2 separate regions of the Mus musculus genome follow, and region 1 is linked to region 2. Evidence: chromatin contacts called from public targeted proximity ligation data. All regions are on one chromosome and are shown on one strand. The core of a region is the stretch at or near the end of the contact, and the rest is flanking DNA. Distances in the headings are between cores, read along the strand shown.

The links.
Region 1: a targeted proximity ligation map of kidney shows a contact between it and region 2, with 3 times the contacts expected there. A contact is called at or near these places in 4 of 39 promoter capture datasets (the C10 cell line, cranial neural crest, embryonic stem cells and 1 more), 2 of 130 datasets of targeted methods (kidney and large pre-B cells) and 1 of 9 other capture datasets (embryonic stem cells).

What each region holds. Positions count from the first base shown.
Region 1 is chr19:33,269,315-33,275,047 of GRCm38.p6, forward strand. It overlaps the pseudogene Rnls. Among named protein-coding and RNA genes, the nearest start is that of Mir3970, 120 kb to the left of the region's middle.
Region 2 is chr19:32,616,781-32,622,779 of GRCm38.p6, forward strand. It overlaps Papss2 (3'-phosphoadenosine 5'-phosphosulfate synthase 2), which reads left to right and starts at 3,225. Exons shown (of 13, transcript NM_011864.3): 1 at 3,225-3,406. The coding sequence starts at 3,374.

The sequences.
Region 1 (5,733 bases), core at 1,262-3,761, 650 kb after region 2:
GGGGGTTTCTTTTCATGGCCTGCTTCACATTCCACATGATTCTGCACTTTCCTTTTAATTTCTCTGTTTTTATGCTCCCTTTTAACCATGCCTGCTATAAGCAATTAGTTTTATGTTTGCTCACACCAATACACACACCTACAACACTTAGCTAAGATCCTAATATGAGGGTCTCCACTATACATCTCTATATTATATAACTTAGGTCTAAGTAGATACAGCTACAGGCAAACTTGTCATTTGCCATAGGATTGGTGTTTTCTCACTGGTTTGTTTCCAAGACACCAGACCATTTCCCCAGACCTCTACTTTATATTGACTACCGTCTAAAACCACCGTCTCTGTCCAGTATCAACTCCACCATGAATAGAGTGCCAGTTGACTATAGAACAGTCATTCCTTAAATATCAATTGTTTTGAGGAATAAAAGCATACCAATAGTCCTGTGTGTTATTAAGGACATGAGTGGGAAACATAGAGGAAAAAAAAGTCATAACCGGATTAGTGACCACTCTTAAGTTGCTATATAGGAAATAGAAGAGAGGGATACACATAGGAGGAACAGTAGTAGAGAAAACAGGTGGGAGTCGAGATGTGAGAGTTTTGCTTAAAGGTAGACTGAAAAGAGATGGGAAACGATATGCACTCAAATAGTATAGAACAGTCTCCTCTCTCTGGAGGCTGAGTAATAGAAACCTATAATTAGGATAGTGTGTTTTTAAGGAGCAGTGCAAGGAAGACAATAGATTATAGAAAAAAAAAAAGGCAAGACAAAAGGGGCCAAAACAGAGAGGGACCATGGAGGGCTATTATGTTGACCTTGGGTATTATATAAACAAGGGAGATCTGTAAAGAAGGTCAAGATTTGAGTGGAGACTGGGGTGAGGCCAGATTCTCTGCAGACTCCCTGACCCCTTAGGATGACCCCTTATGGGTGGGAGCTGAAGTCTCAGTGTGTTCTCAAGCCTCAAATGGAGACCAGATGTTGGAACTGAAATATGGGGTATACTCCTTAACTTCAAATGGTGAACTGAAGCGGGAGCCAGAGTAGATCCCCAATCTCAAATGGGGAACTACAACTGGGGCCCAAATATGGGCAGGTACCCTAACTGAAAATGGCGAGCTGGAAATGGCACTAATGCATAGATATGGGCTTGCTTCCCACTGTAAGAGACAGATCATAGCTGGGGCAGAATCAAGTTCTTCCTCATTTTAGGTGAGCAACTTCCCAGAAACATAATCTACTACAAAGTGTCTAAATATAAAGAATTTCTTTTTTTATGTCACTTTATTTCATTCATGTAACTATCATACACACACACACACACACACACACACACACACACACACATTTAAAATTAAATAGCATTTTATAATTGGTAACCTGGTGATAGAGCAGAAAGGGTCCAAGTTCAAAGGCAGGTGTGATTATTGAATTTCACTGTGTGTGACAACGGCAAAGAAAAGACTCAGACTCTTCATCTGTATAGATAAAATGAGTTTTTCAAGTAACTGCTTCATTATTAGGGTTTAAAATTAGGATCTATGGTTATGCACCATACCCAGTATACTTCTCTCCACCTCACAGGCAATGAATAAATAGTGTTAGTTTGATTTTCACATGCTCTAAGTGTTGCCAGACTATGTGATAAATCAGCCCACTGATAGTAAAATTGTGGTATGATAGTATAAATGTGGGGCTTTTTTTTTTGTTAGGAAAGGGTGCCATATCCCAGGCTTAGTCTATATTCTAAATGAGTATGTAATCATGGGAACCAAGAGTTAGATGTGTAAGAAATCCCACCTTTATCCCTCCCAAGTTGTTCCCAAAATTCTAGGGACTTAGAAATCCTGATTTCTAAACAGGAACTACTTCCTCTAAATGATACAGTAAAAATCTCATGAACCCCCAAGCCTGACTACTGCTATTGAACTTTTGGGGGCAGAGTCAGGCAGCAATGGCAAAGAGTTTGTGGCAGAGCAAAACGTTCCCCCATGGTCAGGAATCAAAATAGGAGCAGGAAGGAGTTGGGGCTCCTAAAATTTCCTGCAGAGCATGCTGTCAATAATCTAAAGACCTTTTCTTAGGCCTCATCTACTAAAAGTTCTACCCTGGGGAGCATGCCTTTAAAACAAGAGCTTTTGGGAGATATTAACTATGCAAACGACAGCAGAAATCTTTGTTGACCCTTTTCTGTGAAATTTGGGTGGCATGCTTGGAAGAAAAACATACTGAGCTGATTCTGTAGATCAGTGTGTTCTGTGGGTAGTTTCTTCAGTACGTCTGGAGAAGTAATAGAAAGTTATAACTTCATCTTCTTTTTAAAGCTATGTTCTCACATTGTGGTTCAGCAGGGATATTATTCTTTAGGAGTCTACTGAGGATCCATTAAGAATGCTGTAACAGTCCCATGACCCTTTGTGTTTGTTTTCAATGGTTAGAATGGAGAGAGGTCAGGTATATGATTAACCTGAAAACTTCCCCCAAGGTCAACTAACTCCTTAATGAAAGTTATAAAACCCAACCTGGAATCACCCAGAACTCAAATAAACAGAGGAGATTAGGTCACTCAGGGGAAACATAACAAAGTCGATTACATCTCAATATGGGTAGGCTTAGCAGATTTTTCTCCCTTGTGAAAAAAAAAGCAAGAAGTGCCTGTTTAAAAGTGTGGGAATGAAAGTAGGGTGTGCAGTAGTGGCTGAGAAGCAAGGAACAGAAACATTCTGTGCTTGGCTCTAAAATTTACCCAAGTCTGTACATACTTCTTATACTTGAATGATATCATCTGTATAAATAGTCATTTTACTGCAGTTTAATAGATACTTATTGTCTTAGTTAGGGTTTCTATTACTGTGATAAAATAACATGAGCAAAAGGAACTTTGGAAGAAGGATTTATTACAGTTCACAACTCTCTGATCACAATCACTAAGGGAAGTCAGAGTAGGAACATGGAGGCAGGAACTAAAGCAGAAACCACAGGGGGACACTTCTTTCTGGTTTGCTCTTCCTCATGTCCTCAGCCTCCTTTCTTATAGCACCCAGGATCACCTCTCCAGGATTGGCTCTACCTGAAAAGGGCTGGATCCTCTTACATCAATTATATTAATCAAGAAATTGCCCTACTAATTTGTCTCCAGGCAAATATACTGGAGGCATTTTCTTAATTGAGATTCAGTCTTTCCAGCTAACTCTTGCTTATGTCCAGTTGACAAAAAACTAACCAGGACATATTGAGTGCTGTCATCTGCTAAGGACTATATTAAGTTCTTGTGGGGGAAATAATAATAAAGATACAAATAAGCAAGATATCCTCTGTCCTCAAGGACTTTACGTATCAGTGACAAGAGGCACACACAAAACTACCACATATCTTCAAAAGCATTGGAGCAATGCTTGTAAAAGCACCATAGTGACACAGAGCAGGTAGGGTTCAGTGCTCATTGGGTGGAGATTGCGCTCTGATGCTGTAGAGGTGCAAATAAGCTCTGAAATGTTCATCACAATGCTGGCCTGCAGAACAGCAACAGAACGTCTGATGTTTTTTAGGAAACTTATGGAAATAAAAGTTCTTAATCAAAGGTGATAAGTTCAAGGCTCTTAAATTCTATGTGACTGTCTCTAGCTTCATGACCTTATAAATTTAAGTCTTTTTTTCCTTCACTGTCTCTTAAGAGAAAACACTGGAACAGATAGAGAACATGCTATTTACATTTCGATTACAAAAGCCCCTCCTAATAACTGTTGTTATCTTGCAGAAAACAAATAAAACACAAAAGGTATCAAATCACGACATTAGTAAATTCAGGGGATTAATGTATGGATAATATACTATGTGCCATCACTAATAAAATTCTCTGATAAAACATGTTCTCAGCACAATCCTTAATATTTGTGAAGGGAGTCCTAGTTGTTTTGCCGTTGGAGACCTCTTTTCTGTTTCAGCCAAATGAGACAGAAACACTCCACAGCGGCTCTCCACCCTGGGCATGACAGCTTAAGGTGTTTCAGACTGTCCCCACAGGGCTTGGACAAACAACTGAGGTATAGCAGATTAAAGTTCTTAGGCTTTCTTGATGGATATATACAGCTTGCTTTTGTTTCTTTCATTGATAATATATATTACATATTTATTTGTATTTGATAATATACATTTTTTCTTAAATATACTATGAAGTCTGTATTCAGAAGTCCTAATATAATATCAAGAAGGAGTATATTAAAAAAAATAAAACAACAGAAACCAAATGTGTGGTAACTTTAGGAACTAAAGGGACTGTGAGGACTATTTATAGATAAGGCAAACCTGAGGTTTTTAAGTGTCCAAGGTCAAGTAAAATTTCACTGCTGAGCTGGGAAGAGGATCCAGATGAGGGGACAAGCACCTCAACCTCACAGGCAGGGCCACCCACTCCATAACTCAAAAGCAACATTCATAATAGAACAGGCATCACACCCTGAAAACACAGCAAGCACAGGTTTGAGTCAAACCCTAGTGGCTACCTAACAAGCGCTGGACTGCAGCCATCTAGGGCCACTAGCAAACCATCAATGTTTCATTGTTCTCAAGCTCAAGGTGGGAGGTAGTCTACAGTTTTGGCTACTCCAGCATGTTGGCTTCCCCAGGAGAACTGGGAAGCTTTGTGGTTTACCATTAAAATTCACAGTAATAATTAACTCAGATTTAAGACATTTTCTTTCCTTCCTTCTTCCACACCACCAGTGGCTTTTGGAAGGAGCCCATTAAGTCATACTTGCAAAATTTATGTAGCATAATCTTTCTAAATGATCTGGTAAAGGAGAAAAGGATATAAATACAGCTTCCTTTTTCCATTCACATTTAAAAACACAACTGAATGTTTTAGGAAAGAGATCAGGTCTAGCTGAAATCCACAGGTTTCCTCTAAAGCCTTAAAGAGTTTTTCTGATAAAAAACCTGGAAATAGCATTTGGCAGTACAGTCTTGGGGGAATTTGAATTCTAAGTAGCTCTCCTATTTCTGCTAATGGATACACATCACAGTTTCTGCATCTACAAAGCATGGAGACACAATAGTTGTTTTGTAGAGTTTAGGGATTTATGTCTCACAAAATTATAATACTAAGTGTGAGCTCCTTATCAGAAGCATTGATCCACCGCAGAGAGAAAAACACCAGCAGGGGGCAGGAATAATGGAGATACTGCTGCAAATCGCTAGAGAAAGCCACTTACAGCCCAAACTGCTCAACAGAGCCCGTGTAGCTTACTGGAGTACCACACTCACATAAGCCTAGTGGATCTTGTGCAACTTAACCCAATCCCAGGAGAGACCTTTCCTAGAATGTCTACTTCTTAGAAAGTATCCTGAAATCCCTCTCCTTCGACTGGCTCACTACTTGTCACTCTTCAATATCTAAATGAGTCCATTAAATCAACCTCTGGAACTCTCAGGCAGACCTCCAACCAAAGGTCCGGCATTCTTGAAGTTAGGTTTGACTTCTGCAGTAGCAAGAAAAGGGGGCCAGATAATTGTGCAGCCACCTTCCCAATGTGCAAATCTTCCCTCTTCTTGAGTGTGCGGCCAAATGGACTCCATGAAAACAATGCCCTTCTAGGCCCTCCCCCAGCCAAAGAGAGAAAGGAGGGAGGAGGAAGGGAGAAGAAGCAGCAGAGGGAGAGAAGCTGAAAGAGAAAGAGAGAGAGAGAGAGAGACAGAGACAGACAGAGAGAGAGAGAGACAGAGACAGAGAG
Region 2 (5,999 bases), core at 1,975-4,474:
ACAAGCATGAAAAAGTGCAGAAAACTCCCACCTCTGGTGTCAAGCCATCTGCTTCAAGTAAAGATGTAGACAGTGTGGATTTTAGAAGTGGGGGCGGTGACGTTTCTCTACGTCCTTCCCTGTGGGTAGATGACAGGAACTATCATAAAAAAGAGTGTGTAGAGCTGGGCATGGTGGCGCACGCCTTTAATCCCAGCACTCGGGAGGCAGAGGCAGGCGGATTTCTGAGTTTGAGGCCAGCCTGGTCTACAAAGTGAGTTCCAGGACAACCAGGGCTACACAGAGAAACCCTGTCTCCAAACACCAAAAAAAAAAAAAAAAAAGAAAGAAAGAAAAAGAAAAAAAGAAAAAGAAGAAAGAAACAAAGAAAGAAAGAAAGAAAGAAAGGAAGGAAGGAAGGAAGGAAGGAAGGAAGGAAGGAAGGAAGGAAGGAAGGAAGGAAGGAAGGGTGTAGGAAATTGTCAGCAGTGTGGGACATTCTGAAGTAGAGATGAACATGTGACGGAGAACTATCTGGAAGTCTAGCCTCTCCACTCAGGATGGAGAGCAACGAGAGCTTGAAGCCCCCAGGTATTATCTGAGCTTTTCCTGTTAGGGTCTGAGAATGGGGCTGAACATTTCAAGGTGTGTAGCTGCTCATATGTGACCTAACCCCACATGGGCCTACAAGGATGCTTTCAGAAACTATGGTCTCACTGTAAGTGCCAGCGACTATGTCTTGGCTCACCAGGCTTCTGCCACCAGCCTAGGAGTAGTAGTGTACTGTCAGTGTGCATTTGCAATAGAGAGTTAAGTGGCTGCTCCGCGTGCCTGCAGAATTGTGGTTGAAAATGTTTTGTCTTCGCGGATTTGAGAAGTTTTAAACCCAGGGTGTCATTACCAGCTATTTTAAGCTTCTTCAGTTGCAATGGCTTTTGTCTATGATGTGCCAGTGGGGGAGAATAACGGTGAGCTGTAGCCTGCACAACCATTTTGGGCTTATTTACAACCATAGTGTATAAGACCATGTTAAAAACTGGAGTTGCTCAGTTGTTTAATTGTGTGTGATCAGTGAAGATTGAAGCCAGAGTACTGGGTTAATCCTGTTTGAGTGTGTTGTTGTTGCTATCATTAATACTCTAGTCTTCACCCCGAGGAGCCGGATTTGTGTCTGGATTTAGAGGAGTGTGGCTGTAAAAAGTTTCCTATTGCCTGTATGTCTGAGAGCAGTAATGTAATGTGTCCATTAAGTTGTTAGACAGTAGGATAGACCATGCTGGCATTGCGGTTGTAGCCTCAATGATAAGCCACATTTTTCAGGTTAGAGTCAAGCCTCCTAAGACTGCCCCAGAATCTCAAGGGAGTACTTGTCACGTACCCGTGGCAGGTCTCGTTCACAGTCTAATACAGTCAGATACTCGGTGTGTCTGTCATGGTTTGAACTCTGTGGATTATTTGCTTCGGCTGTTCATGAGGTATAAGATGAATGGAATCTTACAGTATATGATCTGTGACTATCTTATTGTAGTGACGTATTTGTAAGATCTGTCCTTAACAGATGTGTCCTTTGGTTACTGTCACTGCTGTATAGGATTCCATTGCATAGTCATCATGGTTTATCTCCATGGTTTTTTTGTTGATTGACAGTTGGGTGCTTGCTGTTTCCATCATTTCTGCTTGTTTCTTTGTTTTGATTTGTGTGGTTGGTTTTGCGTTATTTCACCAAGTCTCACTCTGTCAATCACACTGGCCTCAAACTCATAGCAATCCTTCTGCCTCAGCTTCCTGGGTGTTAAGATTAGAGGCATGAACTAAAAGGATTCAAGTATGAGGTTTTGGTAGCTCAATGAAGAAAGAAATCTAGCTTCCACAAACTCATATCTAACCTTGGGTCTTAGTTAGGGTTTACTGCTGTGAACAGACACCATGACCAAGGCACTTCTTATAAGGACATTTGATTCAGGCTGGCTTATAGGTTCAAAGGTTTAGTCTATTATCAAGGCAGAAATATGGTAGCATCCAGGAAGGCACAGTGCAGGAGGAGCTGAGAGTTCTATGTCTTCATCTGAAGGCAGCTAGCAGAATACTGGCTTCCAGGCAGCTAGGATGAGGGTCTTAAAGCCCACACCCACAGTGACACACCCACTCCAACAGGGTCACACCTTCTAAAAGGAACGAGCATATACAATCACAGTTGTCACTAAAGCCTTGTCCTGGAGTCATGTTTTCTGTTTAAAGGTTCCCAAATGGCTCCATTTGTTTAACCAATATTTCTAAATCCCCAGAAATCCTTTGCAGACTCAGGCAGGGTTTCCCATTTTCAAAGCATAGCTGAAAGTTGAACTGGCAGGAGACGAGCATGTCTTTAGGCCATGGCATCTTTGCTCTTTCTGTCTGGTTCCATCTTTACCACAGGCGAATGAAGAAACCTAAGGACATTTTGTCTTGTTTCAGTTTGTTCTCTTGATTGAGGAATCTCCTCGACCCATGTGGCACCTTCATTTTAATGTTTTTAGGAAAAGAAATGCCAAGTTCATATTTTGTTTTGTTTTGCTTTGTCTATAAAATCTTCAGAAAAGCACGGGTTGTTGGTTTTTTTTTTTTTCTCTGTGTTTTGTCATCCAGAGACACTCAGATGGGGACATCAAGAAGTCTCTGGGATATAAGCGAAGAGCTATGAACATGTCACCATCTGTCCATTTACCATATGATATGAGGTTCTCTGCTCTTGTGTCTTTCCTTGGGCATTTCAGGAAGTTTTTTAATTCTACCAATGTCCTGTTGGCTTGGTATAATGACAAGAACTCATGGGGCACTGCCTCTGCCTGTCAGGAGCCCACACCTTATCCCATCAAAACTACATGCTGGGTAGGCACCCAGAGGACATCATGGTCCGTACTTCCTGAGCTAGAAAATAAGGAATAATTTATTCCTTTATAGATTCCAGTATAGATTTAAAAAAATTAATAACAGAGGTGATTAGGTATATATGTGTAGGTATGTTTTAGTTATTGTTTTTCTCCAAGCAGTTTATTAAAGTGTGCAGGCTGACCTCCGTAGATCATTGGCCTTTCCTTCCACACTAGAATTTGTGAGTTGTGCCAGCCAGAAGAGGAATGGCAGGGTTCCAAAAAAAAAAAAAAAAAAAAAAAGAGTCCTTGCTCATTGGTTGATAGAGGGGGAGGGTGCTGCAGTAGAAAGTCTGAATTCAGGGTTCTGGAGTGTGAGGTTGCCTTCTCTTCCCCATTCCCATTCACACCCACCTCACAGACCTTCACAGACTCTGCAGCTCATTCATTCACCCCAATGGCCAGCAAAGCCAGTTTGTAACCGAGTATTCTCAACATCAGATATCATGTCTTGGAGGAAGTTACCTAAACTCTGAAGAATTATCATGTCTGCAAATTTCAAAATGAACCATAAAAGAGTAAGTAAGCCCTTGAAATCTGGCAACTTTATCCAGGTGTCTGACGTTTTGCTGCTATGGTCTCAACAGTTTTTGTTGCAGACTTCCTGCTGGTATAGTAGAAAGCTTCAGCAGTGGCCTTACTGGTTGTGTGTCTGGGCTGCCTTCTGACACTCCAAATTATTACAATTCTTAGTAAATAGCTGGTGCTTAATAATTTTTATTTTTTAATTTTAAAGGGATAAAGTAGCTTAAAAATAGTATGATTCTATAACCAAGGTATAAACACAAAGTTATATATACGAAAAGGTAATGTAACTGGTGGTATATTTAGGTTTGTAACTGGTTAGTTTACTTAATAAAACAAGATCATGTAAGTAAACAATTTAATTACCAAACAGGTCATTCCTACTTCAGTAAGAAGTGAATAGCCAGGATTAAATAGTGGTTAAATAATAGTAGTCTTATCACAATTAATTTAGATTCCTCTCTGAAGTTTAAATTTTGTTTAATATTATTTATTTGATATAACACACTAATTTTTACAGCAGCTTAATTGAAATATAATTATTATACAAATGTTTGATATTAGATGTGTTTCTTTTGCTGAGTTTGGACATATATAAATCACCTGTCTCAGGTTTTTAGCCATAAACTGTATTCAAATCTACAACTAAACACACTTTAAAATATTTCTTAGCCTGGAGAAACATCTCAGAGGTTCAGGTCCTGGATTCTGTCCCCAGCATCCACATGTGAGCTTACAACTGTCTGTAACTCCAGTTCCAGGTCATCTGACACTCTCTTCAGGCCTGTGTGTTGCGGGAAATATTAAAAAACGACCGGCTCGCCCCAGCTGCCTGGTTGGCCATGCACTGGCAGGCAATGGCCGACCTGTTTTATTTCGTGGAGACTCTCTGGCCTTGAGCTCCCAAAACATTCCACCCAGCTCGCTAAGTTTCTACTGGCTGGTCGTTACCACGCCAGCCCCACGCTTCAACTCTCCCTCCCCGCCCCCCCTCCCCACGACCTTTGTGGTACACATCAGGTGCAGACCCACTCTTTGCTACTCTTTGAACCCAGATGAGCCACCACATGAAGGAAACCGCCAACACAAACTAAGTTCAGGAACAATGGTAACTTAACTCTGGACGCAACAACTGAAACCTAATCTTGTAAGCCTTATTATAATCCGATTCCTCCAGTGGTGAATCCTTGTGGATCCTCCATGATAATGGGAAACTCTAGCAGTTACATCTCACCCTGATGTTGTCCCCATTCCAAAAAGGAACTATCTCCTGCCTTTTTCCTTCCGCCCTCCAACCCAGAAGTCCCTCCTACTTGCCCAGTGATTGGCTCCTTTATTCATTAGGGGATTGGTTCACAAGAACTGCACCAGGCCCGTCCACAGCACACAGACACCAGGCATATACATGGTACACTTACAGACAGACAGACAAAACACTCATACACAAAAAATAAAAATAAATATATCTCTAAAAATAAAATATTTATTTTTGAGAAATTTATATATGTAAACAATGAAGTATGACCATATCTACCCCTCACCTCTCCCTCCAACTCCTCCCATATTACCCCAACATACCCCCTCCCAACTCATAAATTTTATTTGTGTGTATGTGTACATAAGTATACATGCATGTGTGTGTGTGTGTGTGTGTGTGTGTAAGGTGCACATCTGTGCACATGTGGAAGCCAGCAGGGAGTAGTGGATTCCTGGGAGCCACAGTTATGGGTGTTTGCTGGATGCCTGCCTTGTTAGAGGATGCTGGGATCTGAATTCTAGGTCTCATTATTATACAGCAAGTACCTTCCACTGCTGAGACCTCTCTCCAGCCCTCTATTGGGTAAACCAGAAGTACTACTGTATTTCAGGCGCATGAATTCAAAGGCAGACAGGTGTGTCAGGAAACAACTGCTTGTGACCTACGTTTGGGCATATTAGCCAGTGTTTCCTAGCACTGTGCTTGCCTGAACACTGAAACTCTGAGATGCTTCAGACTCTGTCTCTCAGCAGCTGAGCTACAATGTCTTAGGGAGGGCCCTAGGAATCTGTTATTTTCCACAAGGAGAAATAAGCTAAGGTGAATAAACGAACTGTCAAATGGGGTCAAACAAACCCCTGTGAGGTTAGAAGAGGCCATCGTGCAGTGTGTCTGGGGGTAAAGGGCAAGTAGCTGAAACTTGGCTGTGATGTGGGAGACACAATGAGTGGGGGAAGAGGAGGATAGTCCAAGCAAGGAGAACTCTGGCTAAGGTTCCAAAAGGAATATCTTGTTCTAGAAAGAAGAATGGGGTTCGTGTGACTGTCAATAGAAGGGGCTAGCATGGTGCCATATACCCATAATCCCATCACTGGGAAACTGAAGCAGGATCAGGCCCAGTCTGAGGTAAGCCTAGGTTGCTTAGACAACAAACAAATGGGGAAGGCCAAAGGAGAGAGGCTGAAAGCTTTGGCTTATGTCTCAACATGAAGTCTTTGGGCATTGCTCTGAAAGCCACGTGGTCCATTGTAGAATTTGAAGAAAGGGAAATCTCTTAAATTGCCAATAAGTGGACTAGAGAGAGAGAGAGAGAGAGAGAGAGAGACAAA